2 separate regions of the Mus musculus genome follow, and region 2 is linked to region 1. A link is a contact called in public HiChIP or PLAC-seq data. All regions are on one chromosome and are shown on one strand. The core of a region is the stretch at or near the end of the contact, and the rest is flanking DNA. Distances in the headings are between cores, read along the strand shown. Region 1 holds the start of Ldb1 (LIM domain binding 1). Region 2 overlaps Armh3 (armadillo-like helical domain containing 3).

Region 1 (4,705 bases), core at 409-2,908:
TGGGCCCAACCCAGTCCAACTTGGCCAGAGTCACGTGATTTCCAAAGAAGATTCTGCACTAGCAGCTTCCCTGGGGGGATTGTGTATTTGTATGAATGTTGGGGTGCGGGGATACGGCGGGGGGGGGGGGGCTCCTAGTTCTGAAGTTTAGGCTTCTCAGAATACAGGACATACAGAGGGGCAAGAGATCCAGCCAGGCTAGACCCAGGACACTGACCACTGACTTTCTAGAGAAAGCTGCCTCCATCCTGGAAGGAAGGCCAGTTTGAGGACACAGAGTTATAAGGAAGGGGACCGACTATATTCTGGGATTCTCTTTAGACTAACCTCTCCCATCACATGGCTCAACTGTTCCCTCCTAGCACTTGTGGCCTTATACCCCGACCGTACAAGAAAAATCTCAAGGCACTCTCAGACACAGGTGTTCCCTGGCAAGCTCTGATACCTGTTAGAGAGGGTTGTGATTTGAATTTGAGTCCTCAAGTTTTCACTGGGGGGGGGGTGTCAAGCATTGCTCCCCCAACTCGAATCTGCAAACCACTCTTAACTTCACGGCCTACCTGGAACTGCTACACTCCCCCTCCCACGAAGACTGAGATAGCAGACCCAAGGGCCCAATTATCTGACACCCCCTAGGAGTGCTTTTTGTCCCTCAGGAGGGCCAACCTACCCTGGCAACAGACAGGAAAAGTTAAAGGGGGGTAAGATGGGCTCCAATCAACTCCTCCCCCAAACAGCATCCTAAGAAACAGCCCGAGGGGGGGAATGTCACAAAATATGTAAGAGGCAATAAACAGCAGGGAAGGGGGGGAAACCCAAATCAGCCAATCAGAACTCTACGATGACCTGAGGGGGGGGTCAAAAGTCCAAAGTCACTTCTGATTGGCTAACACCCTGGAATTCTGGGAATTTCAGTCCCCCCCCATCCCTCCCCAGTTAGCCTCCCCCCCCTCAAAAAAAAATTACAAGCCATCCTTAGCACCCCCTTCCCGTGCCGCTGGGCTGCTGCGTATTTATACAGATGAGAAAACCCGGCCCCGATCGAGGCCCCTCTAACTCTATACAGCCCCCGACCCCCACCATGCCTTCGATGCCCCCCACATACAAATCCTCTCCAAACCAGGGGTTAGGGGGCCGAAAGGGAGGGAGGGGCCAGGCGGCCTCGAGACCCACTCACCAGGACAGGCACAGCCCACTGACATCTTCACATCGCCCGCCGCTGGGGGCCCAGCCGAGTCACGATGCCCGCCCCTCGCAGGGACAGGCCGGGCATGAGCCGCTGCCGCCGCCCGCGGCCCCCGATGCCCGCGCCGCCGGCCCGGCCCGGCCTCTGCCCGGTGCGGGCCGCCCCTGCCTGCAGCGAGGGGCCTGTCAGGCGCGGAGCAGACAGGAAGGAAGCCAGGCAGGAAGGCGAGCTGCCTCTGCGTGTGTACGCGCGGGTGTGCGTCCCCGGAGTGTGTGTCCGTGTGTGCGCGTGTGCGTGTGCGTGTCTGTGCGCTCCCGCCGCCCTCCCCGCCGCCGCCCTCGCGCTCGCTCCCGTTCGTTCGCGCGTCCTCTCCCTCTCGCAAGCGCCGGCTCTCCGGCCAGAGTCGGGCTGGGCCGGGCTTTATTAATATGCTAATTGTCCTGGTAGTGGGAGGGGAGAGCCGTGTCAAAGTGACCCGGGCGAGCGCGGCGCGAGCGGCGACGTGCGTGCGCCGCGCGGCGAGGGGCAGGGAGCGCTCCCGGGAACGGCATGCGTGTGACGCAGCTCTTAAAAAACGAGACGGAGGCAGAGACCCCGGCGAGGGCGGGCGCCGGGGAGCGGGAGGAGGCGAAGCCTCACGCTCGGCGTCCGTCCTCCGGGTGCGCGGGGTTGGGAGCGTGGCTGAGCGGGAGCGGGGATTGGGGGAGGCGGAGCCTGGGTGGGTAGTGAGGTGTACCCTCTCTCCACCCCCGGGAGGGATGGGGCGCTGACCCCTGCCTGTGCTCTTTGCGGAGACCCTGTGTGGCGCGCTCCACCCGAAGCTGGGTGGGAAAAGGAGCACTCTCCTAATTCTCAGAGCAACCCCTAGACTCATCCCCTTTCTAAATTAACCAGACCATGCCTGCTAAACCAGTTGGGACTAGAGCTAAAAGGGTTAATTAAGAAGGGACCCCACCCTCCCCCGCCTAAGGGCCTGAGGTCCGCATTTTGCAAGGGGACACAAGGGCTGTGGTATGACCATTAGGCTGGGAAGGGGGGGAGCACTACCAAAGCCATCCTTTCCTCTTGCAGGCTCTGACGCACCAGTTAAGACACTTCCCTTCCCCCACTTTCTTCTTCCAGCCCTGGAGCCTTCTACCCACCCACCCCCATCCTCCGCCCCCTGGAAGCAGCTCCCTGTTTTGGAGGTGGAGAACAGGAAACCTACTCCTTCAGTGCCCCCTACCCATAGGGGCAGAGGCCGCGGGGAGGGTTGGGGGTGGGGCATCCTGGACAGTCAGTCTATCTTCCAAAGGGAGAACCCTCCCAACCTTCAGGCAGTCCTCAAGGACTCCTCAACCCAACCCATGGAAGGGAAGAACTCTTCCATCCCTTCTCCAAAGCCCAGCCCTAGCTGCCTCATAAACAGGAAATACCTATTAGCAGGGAGGAGGGGAGCTGCTAGAAGGAGTTCGGGGGGGGGGTGTCCCCCAAGCCTTAGCTTCTCTTAAGCTTCGTGGTGTATTCCCTGGGTAGATTCTGGGGGCTGGTATTCCCTGTCTAAGGTATCTGAACTAGACTGGTTACACTGGCTTCCCTCTTCCCTTTGTTGCTAAAATGGGGATTGTTTGAAAAAGGTGTTTGATTTCCCTACCCCGATTTAGGAGTTTGCACAGCTGGCTTGACTGTCCAGGGGAGAGTTACAAAGGTGGAGGTTAAGGTGCCATGAGACCACATATCCCAACCTTAGGGGTTTTTTTTGTTTTTTTTTGTTTTTGTTTTTTGGCTAAGGAGCAAGAGACCATGGTAGTAGAGTCTGATGATTGAAAGGAGGGCGTGCCTAGGAATGAGAATACCCCTCCCCCAGTGTTTAGAATATGGGGAGCTCCTCGGGATTACGCCGCCTGCCGTCGTCCCCGTCCCCACCAAGGGCATAGAAGGACTTGACAAAAAAAAAAAAAAAAAGACATCCACACACCAGCATTTCCTTGGCAGCATCCTCTGCCAGAGTCCATCTCCTTTCCACTTTCTTTCAGAGGTCAGCACTAGAGGGAGTGGAGAGGACCTAAGGACCTAAGGCAACAAATAGCCCCGAGTTCTGGATGCTCAGATTTGAATCCCTGCACAACCCCTCTTGAGCTGTATGACAGCCGACAGCCCCACCCTGAGCTTTACCGTCTGTAATTAGCTGGATGAGATATGAACCAGACAATGTGTACCCCGCATAGCCTCTCTCCCCATGTAGTACTACTGGTTAGACATTAGTACAAGTATGCCTTTTTTTTTTTTTGGTAAAGATTATTTCAAGGATGACAAGAGGGTGCTGAATGTGAGTTGATACAGAGGAAGGGGGATATCTTTCAGCCTTTTGACTCCTAATCTCTATCATCCATGAATGTGAATGTGCCTTCTCCCAGTCCTGGGACCACTTGCCCCTAAGGCCACTCATTCCAAACAACTAGCTAGACCAGATTCCAAGGTGATTCCGATCACCTACCTGGTGGACTGTGGGGATTTTCTCATACCCCACAGAGGTCTTCCTTCCTTTTGAATGAGAGATTCTTCTACGTTGGAGGTGTAGAAGGTGAAATACAAGGACGGAGATGAGGTGGAGATAGGTGCAAGGAAGGAGACAAAAATAAAACTGCAGGAGTGAACAAGGACCTGGCTCTGTGCTGGGTGTTCACACCTGTGGTCTCCTTTATAAGGACATTGTACATTTGGGTGTGAATGATGCCTGCCCACATCTGTGCATAGTTTCATGTGTGCATGCAGAGGTCAGAGGTCAACCTCTGGCGTACTTCCTCAGGAACCATCTTAATTTCCACACAATCCAGTATCACACAGTGAGCTGTAGGGCTCCCAGATTAGGCTAGGCTGGCTGACCCTGACCTCTGTGGAGCCCCAAGGCTATGTTCATCCCCACCGCTGGGGTTCCAGGCATTTAAGGCCACATCTGCATTGTTAGGTAGGTGCTGTGGAATCACACTCAAATCCTCATGCTTGCAGAGCAAACCACCTTAGCTTCTCCCTTGCCTGGAACCACTGATCCTCCTGCTCCTACCTCCCAAGTGCTGGGGCATCTCACCTGGAGTTCGAGGGGACCTTTGGAAGGGGCTGCTTATTGCCCATGTTGCACAAGCAAGCACACTGAGGGTCAGGGTTGGGCCACACAGCTCAGTCAGTGGTAGGGAGCACATGCCACAACCCTTGCAATTCTGCCTGTTGTCAGCTCCAAAACCCTGGGGTTCGGAGGGCTGAATACATCTTATTTAAAGGGGAGGAAGTTATTCTATGCATATGGTCTCTTGCAAGAAGAGACCTAGGAAAGAAGAGTGGAAGGATGAATAAAAAAAAAAAAAAAAAAAAAAAAGTACATGGCTGGAGAGATGACTCTGTAGCTGGCCTTAGAGACCCGCCTGCCTGCCTCTCCTGTGCCTGAGTTAAAGGTGTGTCCCCCTGGCTCACACAGGCTCTTCTTAGAAAAAGACTGGGGGCCAGGCTTGGGAGGCAGAGGCAGGCAGATTTCTGAGTTCAAGG
Region 2 (4,772 bases), core at 769-3,268, 100 kb before region 1:
ATTAACTATTCATCATACCTAACCTTGTTCTCAGCCATATTTAAACTGCTTGTTGGTAAAAATATACTGCATTCTACAGACACTGTGACTACCCATAGTCTTTAATCTGGGCTTGTATTTATGACCATGAAGTGACCAGGACAGGGGCTTATAAAACTGTTAAGAGCTAAAAATACATTCTAAGAGCCTCAATTCACTGCGTTATATCAAGCAAAGTAAAAGTTCATTTTTCTGGGTCATATCCAAGCAATTCTTTCTTCTGTGGTTGCTGCAGTATTTGCAGAAAAAGGAAGAAGTTAGCCGTTTCCATAAAGAAGCAATAGCCTCAGGAAACTCAGATACACAGGAGTCTTGTTATCCTTGCCTGCCAGATCTCACTTGGCCAAGTCTGAAAGAGTCAACCGTGTCAGCAGCTCCCAATGGACTGTTATGTTAGGAGTGGTAACACAGAGTATCTGCATGTAGTTAACCCCTGTGTAACTCTTATTCTTGAAAGAATATCATGAGATACAAGAGGAAAAAGTCCACTTTCAAGGCAGAACTCTCCAATAGCAAACCCAATGTCTGAACACAGCACAGGTTAGCCTCAGCCCATTGCCAGGCTCCTTGTAGCTCTAGTCGGTCTCTACTTCCCATACTGACCTTCACCTTCCTAACTCTGTCTACCAGATTTTTCTTCTCTCTCCAGAGTCCCTGAGCCTGCTTTTTCCTTCATTTCTACAACTCTTAAAAACCCTCATAACAGAAACCTGCTCACTTGACAAACAAAAGCCTTCTCAAGTACAAACCACGCTGAAGAGAGCTTCAGACAACCTCAGAGGTAATACATGGTCTTCTCACAAAGAGCAAGGCAGTAAAACAATCAATTTTAATAATTTTTGGTTCTATAATCAAGTTGGCTTTTAAATCTAGGACTATGAAGTTACTTATGGACTATAAGTTAATAACACAGTGGGCATGGTAGCACACATATGTAATCCCAGCGCTTGTAAACACATGGGAGGAACAAGGGGTCAAGGCTGGACTCTACAACATAACAAGTTTGAGGCAGCCTGGAATACTTGAGACCCAGAAAGAAAAAAAGAGAAAAGAAAAGGATAGGGAGAGGGAGAAAGGGAGAGAGGGAGATGGAAAGGGGGGAGAAAGGAGAGGAGAGAGAAGAGAGGAGGAGAAGGGAGAGGAGAGAAGGGGGGGAGGGGAGGGGAGAGGAGGGAAAAACCCACTCGTGCTTCAGCACCCACAGGCTCATGTTAAATCTAGCCTTTGTCAGAGAAGCTTCTAATCTCAACAGCCGGTGGTATGGTGGCCTGAATGAAAATGGGCCCCATAGGCCCACAAGGCATAGCACTAATAGGAGGTGTGGCCTTATCAGAGTAGGTGTGGCCTTGCTGAAGTAGGCGTGGTCTTGTTGGACAAAGTGTGTCACTAGGAGTGGGCGTTGAGGTTTCAGATGGTCAAAACCCATCCTCCCTCCCTGCTGCCTGCAGATCCAGATTAGATCCTATTCCAGCACTATGTCTGCCTACATGCTGTCATGACTCCTGCCACAATGATATATGGACAAAATCTCTGAACTTTGAGCCAGCCCCAATTAAATGTTGTTCTTTATAAGAACAGAGTGAACATTGCCATGGTCACACTGTCTCTTTACAGCAATAGAAACCTAATGATGACACCATGGTAATGCAGAAACCTGTAACTGACAAAAGCATCAAAAATAAGCAATGGTATAGTACTCTAAACACTACAGCTCTATCACCCACTCCAAGGCTCAGGAAACCTCAGAGAAGAAGGAACAGAAAAAATAAATGTAAGATCCAGAAGATAAGGAGACCTGTGAAAAAGGGGTATCTTCTGCATGTGACATACAATTACATTCAGGAGCTCACTATAGTTGTGGTTATAGCACAAGACCTACACAAGACTGGACATTAACATGTCATCATGGATATGGAAGGCCCCATGAGGCCCCACCCTTCCCGCCAGAACTGCTGACAACTAACAGCTGTTGGGATTTGCTCTTGCTCTAGAAAATAACTTCCCCTCCACACTTGAGCAAGACACTTGAAATTACACTGGGGGCAGGGGAGGCACTACAGATCACCTGGGTTCCATTCCCAGCACCTACCAGTCAGCTTGCAACTGTCTGTACCCCCAGTTCCAGGAGCTCCAACACCCTCTTCTGACCCCCACAGGCTCCTGCACAACAGCACAACATGTGCTTGGTGCACAAACATGATCTAAGGGGCGTGAGCACACACAAACACACACACACACAGATAAAATCAAGCAAAAAAATTCACACATAAAATCAAGTAGACAAAAGGAAGACATGAAGTACATGGGGATGGGGTGCGTGAGGTATGCAGGGACAACTCAGCAACTGAAAGCTCCGGCTACTCTTCCAGAGGGCCTCATTTCAGTTTCTGGCACCCTTATGGTGGCTTATAGCCATCTATAACTGTAGTCCCATGGGATCTGATGCCCTCTTCTGGTATGCACACATGGAGACAAAACACTCCTATCCATAAATAAACATATGTTTAAAAGAAGAAAACAACATGGGGACTTGTTGAGAAGAGGCCTTCAGTGGGAGGAGAAAGATCAAAGATCAAGGCCAGACATGCTTCTGCATGCTTTAATTCCAGAAAACTGAGGCAGAAGCAGGTAGATTTTATGAGTTCAAGGCCAGACCTGTCTACATAATGAGTGCCAGGCCACACAGGGCTATAGAGTGAGTCCCTGACTCAAAATTCAAATACAAACAAAAAAAATTTAAATCTAACTAGGAAGCTACTCAAATTCATTATATAAATGTATGAAACTGTCGATTTTGTAAAAAGAAAAAGAAAGAGAAAGACTTGAGGGGTAACTGAAGAAACTTAAATATGGGCTGAATTGCATATGCTATTAGAGAGCCATTGTTGATTTTTTTTTTAGATATAATGACATCTTAGATATCAAGAAAAATATTTTCAATTTTTAAAGATGCACGCCAAAGTCCTTAAATGTGAAGTAGAGTTGTTTGTGATTTCCTTTAAAGAAGCACAGCCAAAACAAGAGTAAAGTACAAAAAGGAATTTAGAGGCAAACCAAACACGGCAGTGGGATGCAGGTGAGGCTCTTAGAGCTTGGCTCAGAAGGGAACTCCTCGTGCCTGTTAATCCCACCCACCCAGCTTCTCACACAGGAGGGCCAGCATCCACTCACCCCACCTCGCTAAGAGGACTTAGTAATTTCTGTGGGGATCAGCTTTTTTCCTTTTCTATTTTTAAGCACTCTCCTCCAACTCCAGGTTTTCCCAACAGCACCTACTTATCGCCCAGAAGTGAGAAATCACTGTTTTCCAGAAACCTGGTCCATCACCCGCACAGGAGGTCCCAAAGATTCCTATGTCAAAGCCCCAATATGGCCACTGCTCTTTGATATGAGCCACCTGCCACACTTCCCAAGGAATGTCTTACCTTTCGTGTCCTGCATGACAATTGAGCTATACTTTAAGAAGGTTATCAGTAGATTACTGGTCTGTACATCTGCATCCAGTGAGAGTTCCACAGAACTTATAACTGGAATAGAACAAATAAAGCACTTAGCCCATAACATATTCCACCTCACACTTCTACCCACATAGCCAATTTGCCAGCAGGCCAGAAAATGACTAAAGAAGCTTTCCCCACACAGAAGGAGGACCCAGTGCTTTCCATAAGACTTTCAGCTACTCTTACTAGGTCTCTGGAGGCCCTCTACCCCACACTCCCCCAAAGCCTGCCAATTTTCTTCTTCGCCCAGTATAGAGAGTTGTTCTCCTAATGCCCTAGAAAAGGATGTTGAGTCCATTCTGGCCCCAAGTAATCAACAATTCAAGGTCCTCTTAGAGAGTCTGTCAATTCTAACTAAAGGAAAAAGTTACCCTGGCATAAATGAGCTTGACTTTGATGGCTCTCTCACTTCAAATAAAGAGAAGTCTTGAGAACAAGTCTGAAGTAGCCAAGGGGAAAGGAGCTCGGGCTGGGCAAGAACTAAGTCCAAACTCTGCCCCTTGAGATCGACCCCTCGGGAGGGACCTAGGACGCAGTATCGGACAGGAAGCAGGTGGACACCGCCGACCAGCCCCCTGGAACTGGAATTTTACATGTGCAGCCTCTGTTTGCAAAAAAAGATCCTTTTGCTTACCCTCCCACCCTCTCTGAGTCACAGCCTTAGAGAACAATGGGAAGTTAGACCAGAACTGACCCAACCACAACAGTTTTAACTTAGCGCTCCCAAGATTCAAAGACTTTACGTTAGAATTAGTCAGCTTGTTAAGTGTTTTAAATGTCTAAAACAGAATACATATACAAAAAGAGCCTCAAGATGGCACAGGGATGTTTGAAAACCTATAGCTTTCTGCTATATTTTAAACTATAAACACATTGCTAGGTTTGGGGTATTAGTCATAATATATATTCATAGCCATTATGGATCCCTCTGGAGTTATTACAATGCAATGCAGAGGACATTTATTAACAATGGGAAGCACTGTACATTATGGCTCCACAATACACAGAAAAAAAAACCCTATGAAAAGAAATTAGCATGTCTAATCCTTGGCTCTTACCCATAATTTGGCTGCAAAGAACAAATACGAGATAAATTTACTTTTGTATTGAAATATTAAAATATTTCCTAGCCAGACTGAGCTATGGAGTGAGACCCTGTCTCAAACACAAACCAACCCAAAAGGTTTTAATTCATGTTAGAGCTCAATAGCACAGGCTATCATCTCAAACCAC

Evidence for each region. HiChIP or PLAC-seq counts read pairs in DNA pulled down with a chosen protein or histone mark.
Region 2: a contact with region 1 is called in an H3K4me3 HiChIP or PLAC-seq map of bone marrow-derived macrophages, with 2.2 times the contacts expected there. The contact joins the enhancer-like site here to the promoter of Ldb1 in region 1. A contact is called at or near these places in 1 of 39 promoter capture datasets (erythroid cells), 1 of 484 Hi-C or Micro-C datasets (bone marrow-derived macrophages), 3 of 115 datasets of contacts at active chromatin or transcription factors (bone marrow-derived macrophages, embryonic stem cells and kidney) and 3 of 9 other capture datasets (adipose tissue, macrophages and pancreatic islet).

Annotation. Positions count from the first base shown.
Region 1 is chr19:46,043,653-46,048,357 of GRCm38.p6, forward strand. Ldb1 (LIM domain binding 1) reads right to left here and starts at 1,659. Exons shown (of 11, transcript NM_001113408.2): 1 at 1,178-1,659. The coding sequence starts at 1,202.
Region 2 is chr19:45,942,538-45,947,309 of GRCm38.p6, forward strand. It overlaps Armh3 (armadillo-like helical domain containing 3), which reads right to left. Exons shown (of 26, transcript NM_198296.2): 15 at 3,465-3,566. Among named protein-coding and RNA genes, the nearest start is that of 4930505N22Rik, 53 kb to the right of the region's middle. Within about 2 kb of position 2,019, at least 7 of the 459 cell types and tissues checked have an H3K27ac peak or open chromatin away from gene starts, as enhancers often do. A contact at or near this core is called in bone marrow-derived macrophages, where this site is marked.